Regions from separate parts of the Mus musculus genome. Here region 1 is linked to region 2. A link is a contact called in public promoter capture Hi-C data. All regions are on one chromosome and are shown on one strand. The core of a region is the stretch at or near the end of the contact, and the rest is flanking DNA. Distances in the headings are between cores, read along the strand shown. Region 1 holds the start of Nbdy (negative regulator of P-body association). Region 2 holds the start of Cypt3 (cysteine-rich perinuclear theca 3).

Region 1 (5,815 bases), core at 954-3,453, 160 kb after region 2:
ACACACCTACTTCAACAGGGCCACACCTTCTAATAGTGCCACTCCTTGGGCCAAGCATATACAAACCACCACTGTCTGAAAAAAAAGGCAAAACTCAAAACAAATCTAGTCATGTTATAAATAGTACAGAGTGACTATAGCAGTCTAAGTTGAAACTGTGTCACATCAAGACAAACTTATCATACATCAAACCTTCCTGATATTGCTAGAAATTTTAATTCTTGTCATTTTATCATTCATCTCTCTAAACTTGCTAAAACTATAGCAATGAAACAATTGGACCTCAATCTTTGCTCTGATTGATATATGTGGTCTTGCATATTTTTAGTTGGAACGTGCATGAAAAGATCACAAGGCTAATTATTTTGAGAACTGATATGGTCTTTAATTTGAACAATATAACAGCTGCAGTGTTCATTGGAGTGAAGGACTAACATTCGATGAGATGCAACCGTAGAAGATAAGGCATAGATTAATTATTTTCACTAAGGATGATCAGCTACCCAGAAAGGCATTTGGCAATATTTTGTGGTATTTTTGGTTATTATAACTGAGGTGCAAGAAGTACTACTGGTAGAGTCACAGCTTAGAATATTATTAAACACCCTACAGTGTACTGACAGGTCACCATCTCTCTCTCTCTCTCTCTCTCTCTCTCACACACACACACACACACACACACACACACACACACACACAACATCTACTTTCAGAGGTCATCAGCATAAGTTTTAGAAATTCTAGGCTACAGCCTTCTGATTTTTTTGCTTACTTTTCCTTTAACTTTGTCACAGCTTTTCTTCCATCTGCCATGACCTACCAGAATTCCATTTGTACTCAGTTCTATTTCTGTCTCTATTTTTTTCTTGGCATAGTACCCACACCCATAACTTCAACTATTACTCCTAGGATGTTGACTGCTATCATGTTTAAGTACAAATGTTCTTCTGGTTCTAAAGCATTCTCTCTAATATTCCTCACTGTTTTTTTCCCTTAGGATTTTCTGGTTCTAGTAGTAGCAGTTGATACCCTGATCTGTAAGGACTTAACTGGGGGCACATATTACATATTGGAGTTAGGAAAGGCAAAAATAGAAGTGATGTTATTAGATTTTAATTTTTTTTTAGTAAAAAAAAAACCCGTAGGGCTGTTGAATCTTACCAAATATCTATTGGTACCTTATTTATGTAAGAGACTGTGCTGGGTGCTTGGGGGGAAGGCAGCCATCTTAAAGGTGTGAGATAGCTATGGCAGTAACTGGTTTGAACGGATTATCCTTAATGTGGTATCATTTTGCACATAAATTATCATAGGTGGAAACCCAAATTCCAATAATTCAATTAATAAAATACAACAGAGCTTGGAGGCGGTTCGGAGTTTGTGTGACATTATAGATTGAGATTTCTCCATTATAAACCAATGAGGGTGGTAGTGGAAAAGTGGGGTTTCATTTATGCACAGGCAAGTGGCAGAGACATTAAGGTTATGGAGCGATGCCTGTCAAAGAAATTCAGAAGCTTTTTCTCTGTTTTGTGAACCTTCTGGTAACTGTTTCTGGTTCCTTACCATATAACATAGAATATAACATACCACAATAGTAAGATGAGTCATTGTTTTCCATAACCCTAAAAAAGAAATAAAATCTTGCCGATTAAACATGGAGTGTCACCCGTTGTCTGTTTTCAAAGAGATCTTGGCTGTTGGAATGAGAAAAAAAAATACAGTGAATTTTCAAAGATGACAAAATTTTAAAATTATAAAGTAAACAGAGGTCTTGGTTTATGATGAATTTATTGTGCGTCCATTTTCCACAACCGGTTTTCAATTTTAACACTGTAATCAATAAGTCAACGTGTTTGTACACAGCTTCCTAGATGGTTGTACCCCTTTCATGGCTCTGTGATGTGCTGTGCGTAAGGGACTGCAGTGTAAAACGCTTGATTTCTTTGGTTACAGCACTCCCGCGACCATGCCACACACTCATTGATTAACACCTGCCCCGTTGGCAAGTTACAGCAAATTAGTATTTTTTTAAATTAAATTGTACAAAACTCTCCATACAACTAATTAAACTGTGAGAGAGATGTGCTGTGGAAAAGCACTTTATTAAATGCGCTCCTTTTTTTTTTTTTTTCTCTTTGCATTCCATTCTCGTAGAAAGGTTAAAGTGGGCTGGGGAACGGAGCGCTGAGGAGGCGGAGAAGGGATATACGTCTCAGGATACAGGAAATACGGTAACAGCGAAACCAGGAGGAAGCCAGCCCCGTGCCTGGAGGGGATCCGCCATCTCAGATCTCGGCCTTGCCAGGGCCCACCAGAGAAAACTAACGCTCTGGTCCTGTCATACCTATGGGGGACCAACCTTGTGCCTCCGGGAGATCCACGCTCCCACCAGGAAATACGCGGGAACCCAAGCCTCCAAAAAAGCGCTGTGTCCTGGCTCCGCGGTGGGATTATCCCGAAGGGACTCCCAGTGGAGGTAGTAGCACTCTCCCCTCGGCGCCTCCTCCTGCATCTGCTGGACTCAAGTCGCACCCTCCTCCTCCGGAGAAGTAGTGAAATAGATTTTTTTCCCAGCCGAAATCAGGTCAGATTCTTTCGTTCTCATCTGGGACATCCAGGCTCTCTGAAACTTAATTATGCCTTTCCCCAGCTCTTCCCTGTTTTCCTGTTCTTTCCACAAATTCAAAGAGAAAAGAAACAAGTACAGGCATTGAAAAGTCTTTCTTTTTTTAAAAAAAAAGTATGCTTGGATGAAATAGGTATTTGATTGCGGTGAGTAATTAAGATATTTTACATGAGTTAATTGTAATTTTAAAAACTGCAGTGTTTTGATTTTCATGACAGGCCAAGGTATAGTGAGATACTAACACAATGTTCCCTGGCTAATAAATTAAAACTGGGTGGGGATTTACTATACTCTTCTGTTTTTGTGTATATATTGAAATTTTTTCCATTTAAAAATGCTTAGCCCAAGACCAAGTGTAAGGATGTACTAAAGGCCTAATGCCTGTGCCCAGAGGAGATTGTAAAGTGAGCTTTGAGAACTGGGTTTTTTTTTTTTCTGTGTAAGATGGTATTTAGTAAGTGAAAACAAGTTATAATATGATGGTCAAACCCAAGTACCATAAAAATGTGCTTGTTCAAGGTATTCAGGAATCATGGAGGATGGAGATGGCTCTTGATGGAGCCTGTTAGTCTTCAAGAGCCATCAAAGAGGAGGGGGGAATTTGTGGGTGGGCCTTAAAGGGTGAGTGACATCTACCATATGGGTTAGGATGCTTTTTAGGCCTAGTGTTTCTACAATGAAAGCCAGAGGGCAAGATTGTTCTGGGGCAGCGTGGCTGTAATTCTAAGTCTGTGAGAGAAGTGTGATACAGGGCTGTAGGCCTTGAGTGTTTTGCTAAGGAGTACGCAGTTTATTCTGGATGAACGAGTAGCATTGGAAATTTCCAAATAAGGACTATTTGTGTTTTAAGACTCTAACTCTTATTTTCACAGAACTAATAGCTCATTTGAATGAGGCTTATGTTAAAAAGAAAACAAATGAACAAGTTTGACTCAGGCTCACAGTTCTTCTTCATCTTCAATCTTTATGGAGCCCTTGCTGTGGTTAGGCCTTGAACAGGGAGGTGTGGGGGACAGATGACCAAAACTTAGCAGGAGTAAAATAGATATTTGAGCTAATCAATGAATATTATTGAGTGAACATTCTGGGTATCAGGTTTGTTGCTAAAGCATAAAAAAAATGGAGTCTCATTTCACCTAAAAGCAGTTGATTGTCATTCCAATAGGCCGGTCCTTCCCTCTTTTTTTTTTTTTTTTTTTTAAACCTCTATTCAGAGTGAAAATGGTAATTTAACAGGCAATAGGGAAAGAAATGCTCACCTAGGAAACAAAGGGGGCTATTCAGGGCAAGAAGTGTTTAAGAGCTGCGTAATTTTCCCCAGTGATTTAAAGCATACATAATTGTAATGGCGGATACTTGTTGAATTTGTGTGGTTGGTGTGTGTGTGCCATCTTTTTCTAAAGGATTTCGAATGCTTGCGTTTAATCACAACTCCACTAAAGGATGTTTGTATAGGCCTATAAGTTGCCACAAGTTGTGAGACACTTAAATGGCCTTGTTGAGATTTGCTTAAGAAAGAAAATGCAAGCATTGGTTCCAGAATTGATGCTGTGAGCTGCTGTACAGAACATACCCCCTAATTCTGTGGACCCAGTTATTGAATAGGAATGCACCATTGAATTGGGAGCTGAAAGGAACATAAGGAACTGAAAAGGCCAGAAGAAAATGAGACAGACTATAGTGACAGAAGAAGAAAGGACTTCACCTTCTTTTACTGTTTTCCAGTTTGTGAGGGACTGCAGTATGGCTTCATTTCCTTGGTGCGTTTGTAAAATAGTTCACCCATTGAAGACCATGAAGGTTCTTTCCAATGCTGCCCTGCTTTTGCTGGTGTCTTGCTCCTGGAAGTTGTGATGCTAAAGGTAATTTTTTTTTTTTAAATAAAAATGCACGAGAAGGAGGAAGAAGGAGTTGATAATGGCATGTTCAAAAATAATCAGACAAATCCCCAAATGCTAGCAGTAATGATAAATTGAAACATTTTCTATAGTTAATGAAACGATATGCACTAAAAATCACCATGTAAATCTGTAAAGCAGTTTAGGGACTGTACTGCTGACCCATTACTTTAGTTTCTGCTCTTACTGGAAAGTGAGTCTTTTTAACCCCATTTTCTAATTGTTGCTAGTTAAGGGGAAAATAATGAGTACTTTTATACCAATTTCATAACAGGTATCCTTTCTGAATTATTTTATTTTTTTCTAGTAATAAGGTGCTTTTTAATTATATTGTAATGGCTCTGACTTCTTTTCTAATGTGTATTTTTTTAGTTTGTCCAAGAAAATTAGTTGGTTTTTTATTTTTATTTTTGTTTTTTGTTTTTTAAGACAGGGTTTCTCTATGTAGCCCTGGCTGTCCTAGAACTCACTCTATAGACCAGGCTGGCCTCGAACTCAGACATTGACTGCCTCTGCTTCCTGAGTGCTGGGATTAAAGCCTAGATTAAATGCTAGAAATTACTGTGTATTCCTAGTTTGCTGAGGGGATTTATTGTGAATGAGTATGGAATTTTCTGTTTTGTTTTCTCAAAATAATTTGTCTGTATCTAGTGCATAAGTATATTTTCCTCATTCCTATGACAATGTGATGATAAATTACAATAATTTTTAACAAATTTCCTTATTTTGATTTTTAACGAGGCTTCCACATTCTTTGGGGGCTGAGGGACAGTGCAAAACTTGGTCTTTAGGACTCATGCACTTTCTGTCTTTTGTTTGGTTGGGGTTTTTGTTGTTGATCAGCCCAAGTGATCAGCCTTCCCCAGCACTGTGATGAGAAGCCTGGAAGCAATGTCCAGCTTTTATTTAGGTGCTAGAGACAGAACTTAGGTCTATGGGCTTGCATAGCAAGCAGTTTACTTTTTGCTTACTGAGCCATCTCTCCAGCCCTGTTTTCTCTCTTAGGCATTTATCTGTATTTAATTTCCTTCTAGTTTCCTCTTGTTTGTTCTTTTTCTAATTTAGTGAATTGGGCTCTTGCTGATTAATATTTCTTTTCTAAAATGAAAAGTTAAAACTACAAATTATTCTCTACAGTTGGTAAGAATTTCACAGGTTTGTATATATTATTTTGTTATTATATTCCAATAATTACTGTTTTATACTGTGTCTAATGATTTTTTAAATTTGGACATCTCATATGTATGGAAGTTTTGTCTGCACGTATGTATGTACCATGTGTATGCCT
Region 2 (6,265 bases), core at 183-2,682:
TTCTATGAAATGTGGAAAAACTATAAAAGAAAAATATAAACACAAATCAGTCATAGGTCTGTGGCACAGAAATAACCACTAGTTTCTAGTTAATTTATAGGAGAATACCATAAAGGTACCTGACTTTTTTGGTGTTAAAATTTTTGTAATGCCCCATGCGGGCAGAATAGAATGATAGATCTCATGAAACTGTAATTATAGATATCTGTGAGCTTTCACGTGTGTGCTGGGAATAACACCCAGTTTCAAAGAGAAAATTATCCATTCAAAATGCAAACATGGGATCTTAAGAGATTATAAAGAAAGAACTAACTTTTATATTATCAGTACCTTAGACACAGATGGGAAACTATATTCCGCTAAAAAGCACAAACCTCAGACTCAAGAGAAAGAGGGAAGTCTAAATTTGATGATATATACAGTAAATTAATTATATAGAGTTTGTTTGAAAAAACAGAGGAAAGAGTTGTAAGAGCCAGAGATCAGGGAATTTGCTGTAAGATTGCATCTCTTTTTCACGGCTAAAGCTAAACCCATAAACTCTCACCAACATCACTGCTCAAATGTGAGCTTAACAAGGATGTCACAAACAGGCATGCCAAAGTGGACAAAGAAATGCCCATGGGGCCTAAGTTTACACAAACAACTCTAGGGAACTGAGGCATGAAGAAAGGAGAAATCGTTTTCCCCAATGAAGAGCACAACACTTGACTGTCCAGTGGCAAAGTGTCAGCCCTAAAAACGTTAAGTGCAGGTACCATTATATGAACCAATCAGGTTATGTTTAGAGACATATATGCAATAATAATAATAAAAATAATAATCCCTGATGAAGCTCTGCATGAATAGGTCCATAGACAAACATGCAGACACGACCCCTACACAAATAACATAAAATACAGAATATCTTAGATTAAGGACAGATTTTGTTGATGTGTTCTCAAAGTTCACTGATTCTTTGTCATTTTCATTCTGCACAATACCTAATTCAGCAATGTTTTTTTTCCCTTAAAAATTCACTCTGTGATAATTTTACGCACACACATGTAAGACATATTTTTATCATATCAACTTCCCATTGCTGATCAGTCTTAGCTATTTTTGTTTGTTGTGAAGAGATACCATGTACAATTTATAAAAGAAAAGATTTAATTGGGAGATTATAGTTTAAAAGAGTTAGAGGATCGATAAGCATAGATTAAGGGGCCATGGCAGCAGGCACACATTGCATGGACTTCCAAACTTTTACACTATACCTGGCTGGCATAGGTTAGATATCTTCAAAAGGGTCAGAGGTAAGGCTTTGTGAGGTCTCAGCCACTCCTTAGCTGCCTTTGGCTAGGGAGAGCTTTGCTGACCAATCAGGGCTGAGGGGTGTGGCCCACCATTGTTCTGACAGGGTGATAAGCAGGGTGCTCAGAGCTCTGGGGCCAGTCCCTGGCGAGCTCCGCTATGGCTCAGGTGGCCAAGAAAGTCCACGGGTCTAGAGCTGCGGCAGCAGCAGCAGCCGCCGCTGCCAAAGCCAAAAGATCGAAGCCTAAGACCGCCGCCAAAAGATTCAAGCTTAATAAGAAGCGAAACCCTAGATCTAAGCTTCCCAAGAGATCTCATCGTTCCTTAATTCGTTCTCTTTTTCAGTCTCGTTCCTGTGGTTGCTGTCGTTGTTGCTGTGGTTTTTGCTGTTATCGTTCTCGTCCTTCTCGTAGCAGAATTACATTTAAGGTGAGAGATCCCAAGCTAAGCTCATTCCCTCCCTTCTTCAGTCATTCTTTCCCCTAAGACTTTCTCAGGCCTACAATAAACTTCCCATCTACCTCTACCCCTTTACATGAATCCTCATCCACGTTCTATCTTTTCCCCAAACCAGTGCCCTTATGACTGTAGTTCTTTCAGATTACGAAGAAGGGGGAACAATCACTTAGAAGGAGAATTAGGAGACGAATCAAGAGTGCTACTGAACTTCGATTGATGCGGAGCCAACTGGAGCTGATCGAACCGGAACCGACTATGGCTTTGGAGCCAAGTGAGATTACAGTGGCATTGTTCTCTCATGAGAATGCCAATGTGTCTGAGCCGGAGGAAGTTCCACCATGCATTGACAGTGACCAGGTTCCGAATGGAGACTTGGCCAGCTCCTAGACCCTGAACAGGTCCAAAGACCCATGAAACATCAGTGAACGGGTCTGGGAGCTGAGCTGTGGTCCTGTCAAGGCCACTTTTCACCACAAACTAATTTGTATGATGGTGAAAATAATAAGATGTGAAAATATGTGTCACTCTGTCTCTGATGGTGTCAAGGGAGAGGGGTGGGGTAGGGAAGACTGGGGAATATGATGAGAAGGAACATCAGTTTCTAGAAGGTTGGGAGTGGTGTGAACAACCCCCTGATCGGCAGACACAGGAGGGTCAGAACTGAGCTAGCACAAATGTCCCCCTGAAGCTTTATTTCACTGGGCAACAGGGAGAGCCCAGGGTCTTCCTAAATGTCACTGGCTAGGACTTCTGCATGGTTTCAGGGTGTTACATCGATATGAACTGAGGTGTAGTGGCAGTTCCAGTCCTATCTTAGGCAGCACATCAACTTTAGGACCCCTACCTCATTGTGGTGTTTCTTACAGTCCTCATTATGATCTCTTGTGCTAAGACCCTCAGAAGGGCCAAACACTTCATTCACCCCATCGAAAGGCACCAGTGATTTTGACTGGAATCTGCAAGTGCAGCACTGATTTAGCCTACCTCTTCAGAAATTGGAGGAGGAATAGGACAGTGAGAACGGGTCTGCCAACCAGTGCTGGTCATGAAACAGGTAGTAATGTCTACAGCATGTTTTAAAACAACTATGCCTTTCCAGATAGCTTTACTGTATATTTGCTAACACTTTTTTAATCCCTTGAGGACATATTGTGAAACAAGTTTTTCAAAGCGTAAAGTGGGGCTGGAGAGATGACTCAGTTGATTCCTCACATGCATGGGGGACCTGAGTTTGATCCCCAGAACTCACAATTAAAAAATGAAACCCTAGCCCGGCAGTGGTGGTGCACACCTTTAATCCCAGCACTTGGGAGGCAGAGGCGGGCAGATTTCTGTGTTCGAGGCCAGCCTGGTCTACAGAGTGAGTTCCAGGACAGCCAAGGCTACACAGAGAAATCCTGTCTCGAAAAACCAAAAAAAAAAAAAAAAAAAAAAAAAAAAGCAACCCCATCAGCTTGGCATGGTGGCATGGTGGCATAGGCATTTACTCTTGGCACTCAAGGCAGAGACAGGCAGATCACTATGAGGCTACATGGTGAGACACTGTTTCAAAAAAGAAAGAAACCAGTGTGTGATGTTGGAAACTCTTATTTACTGCACTGAGGATGTGGAAAAGTGTGTATCCTTGACACTTGTTGGCCAGCTAGCCTGTATACACTATTGGTATGTCCCAGGCCAGTGAGACACTTTGCTGATACTTTTTTGTTTTGTTTTGTTTTTGTTCTTCTGATTTTAAGATTTTTAAGGTGGGTAGCACCAGAGAATCTACAGAAAAGTTGCCCTTTGCTACACAAACACACACACACAGACAAACACAAACAAACACATGAGTATATACATCCATCCTTCATGCATGCATCCAGACTCAAAAGAATACATGCATATACACAAACATACACACATAGACAATAAAATGCTAATATGCATTTTGATGCCTTTACATATGCATACACTTATGTAGTCTTCACTACAAGAATGAGTGTGCCCACAAGTCACTACAATTTTTTTTTTAGTTTAGAGTACCCCTTTTGTGTTGCTGTTGTGAAATATTAAACTTTGGATACTTCATAAAGCAGAGGTTCATGTGGCACTGAGTTTGGGGAGAAATTGGTTGTGGTTGCATAACTTCATTTTGTTGCTCTCTTCTAAGGTTCTCCAAATTTTTAATTTTATCTATTCTTTCAGAATTAAATATACATACAGTATATTTTAAACATATCCACTGCTATACCTCCTAACATTTCCTAGACATGTGTGTGGTTCCCTCTCAACTTGGCAACCTCTTTATTTATACCCCTCTGATATCAGCACTGTCAATATGTCCATGAGTGTAAGGCTATCCACCAGATTATGGGCAACCTACCAGAGAAGAAAACAGACACTCCTTTTCTCTATAACCATCAACAGCCAATACCATTCAGCTACAGATTGGGTTTCAGGATCCCCTCTTATTTGCATGCTAGAATGCTTACTGGATTGACCTCTTGCCAGTCTTGTGTAGGCAACCACAACTGCTGTGAGTTCATCACTGCAGTGGTCTTGTTATACCCAGAAAACACTACTGTGTTCTTGTCCTCCCCAATGTTTAGTTCTTAAAGTCTTTCTGCCACCTCTTAATCTTCCCTGAGCCTTAAAGGCATGGGAAGTGACATAGATGTTCCAGTTGGGGTTGAGCATGCCACTGTCATTTATGCTCTGGATTTGTAGTAGCTGTGAGTCTCGGTGTTTGTTGACTGCTGTGCATTGCAAGAAGCTTCTCTGCTGAGGGTTGAAAGCTGCACTAATATATGGGTAAAAAATTAACCATTTTATTTACTTTTGTTAGCTTAATTTGTGTGTGTGTGTGCCTCTGTGTGTAGCTGTGTGTGTGTGTGTGTGTGTATGTGTGTGTGTGTGTGTATTCACTCATGCACATATACCCATGAAGGCCTTAGTTGTTGATACTTTCCTATCACCAGAGTCCCAGCAACTGAACTTAGGTTGTTAGGCTTGGCATCAAGTGCCTTTATCCATAGACTCCTCCACTTGATTTAGATATTTAGAGGGGAGTTTGAAACTAGGTTAATTTAGCAAAATGGTAGTAGTAGGGCATAAGGCCTCCCATTGAGCATATGACCTTCCAAGCCGTTAGTTCTTTGCGAGGTTTACTATGCCCATTATGATTTCTTTCCTGTGGAGTAGCCTTAAATTCAATCAGAAAACTGTATGCAAGGCCACTAGGCTAGAAATGTCATCCAAAGCTGTGAATCATGCTAGCTCCAATAATGACTAGGTGGCTAGATATAACCAATGTTACAATAATAGCAGGTAAGTTAAAGACTTTTCCAGTGGTATAGCACATGTAATGGCTTCAATATGCTGGACATGGGACCAAAACTGGGGGGTTGGGAAAAAATCACAAGTCAAGAGATTCAAGAAAGTGGGGATGGGTCAGAAGTGTTCTGTTAAAAGCTTCACTACCAGGACACCATCAGATGTAAACTTGAACTTTGGTGTCCTTGTGCGTATCACCACCCTCCAAGAGCCCTATCTTTTGAAGAGCGTTCCCTGTATCTTTAGGCAGGTGATATTATGGACTGAACTTAAGAGGTTCAATGAGGGCAAACCACACTCAGATGTGCCCATCTAGATGTGCCCTCAAATGAGGCTTTCATCTCAGATGACTCTAGGCTGTTTCAAGCAGACAATTAAAACCAACTACAAAATATTAAAATATGCACACTTTTATGTCTGGCCTCTTAGCTCCATTTTCTCCATCCTCATAAAATCATCATTCTTTCGTCCGATATTCTTGGCATTGGGCTTTTATAAATGATGATCAAGCTAAACATGATGACCCAAGTCTTTGATCCCAGCACTTGGGAAGGAGATGTAGGTGAGTTTCTGTGAGTTCAAGGCTAACCTGGTCTACACAGGGAGTTCCAGAACATCCCTAATTGTATGGTGAGGCCATTTCAAAAATAAACAAAACATTTTTCCAAGGATTATTTCTTGTGTTGTAATATCTATTAAATATGTATTCCAATATTCAAATAACCAGTGTTAACATGGTGAGTGCTAATAAAATGGGCTAAACTATGTTACTTTCCTGTGTGCTCTCATTTTGTTACCTTATAGGCCAGCTAATTTATCAAATTATTGAAGCAATGTATAAATGATAAGGGGAAAATTTGGAAAATATCTACACTTTATTTGAATTTTCGAAAATTGTATATATTTGTGTTTGTTGTCTGTGAAATATATGTGTATTTTATGCCCACAGAGTCTAGGAGAGGGTGTCAGATCCCTTGGTACTGTAGTGAGAGAGCTTGTGAGCCACCATGTGTGTTCTCTGGGAGAGCAGCCAGTGCTCTTTAACACTGAGTTATGTCTCTAGTCACATTTAGATTTTTCACCAAATGTCTGTAATGAAATGGAATTATATCTTTATGCTAAAAGCATGTCCTTTGTATTTTCATTGTTTAAAATCACATGACAGTATTTTAGCAACTGTATGGGTTAATATTTTGCTAAT

The links. Capture Hi-C pulls out chosen DNA fragments and counts their contacts.
Region 1: a promoter capture Hi-C map of adipose tissue shows a contact between it and region 2. The contact joins the promoter of Nbdy here to the promoter of Cypt3 in region 2. A contact is called at or near these places in 16 of 39 promoter capture datasets (the 3T3-L1 cell line, 3T3-L1-derived adipocytes, the C10 cell line and 9 more), 2 of 115 datasets of contacts at active chromatin or transcription factors (embryonic stem cells and stem cell-derived neural progenitor cells) and 1 of 9 other capture datasets (adipose tissue).

The regions. Positions count from the first base shown.
Region 1 is chrX:153,721,351-153,727,165 of GRCm38.p6, forward strand. It overlaps Nbdy (negative regulator of P-body association), which reads left to right and starts at 2,204. Exons shown (of 4, transcript NM_027327.1): 1 at 2,204-2,587; 2 at 4,355-4,491. The coding sequence starts at 4,483.
Region 2 is chrX:153,557,161-153,563,425 of GRCm38.p6, forward strand. It overlaps Cypt3 (cysteine-rich perinuclear theca 3), which reads left to right and starts at 1,433. Exons shown (of 2, transcript NM_173367.3): 1 at 1,433-1,722; 2 at 1,894-2,275. The coding sequence starts at 1,453. The coding sequence ends at 2,139.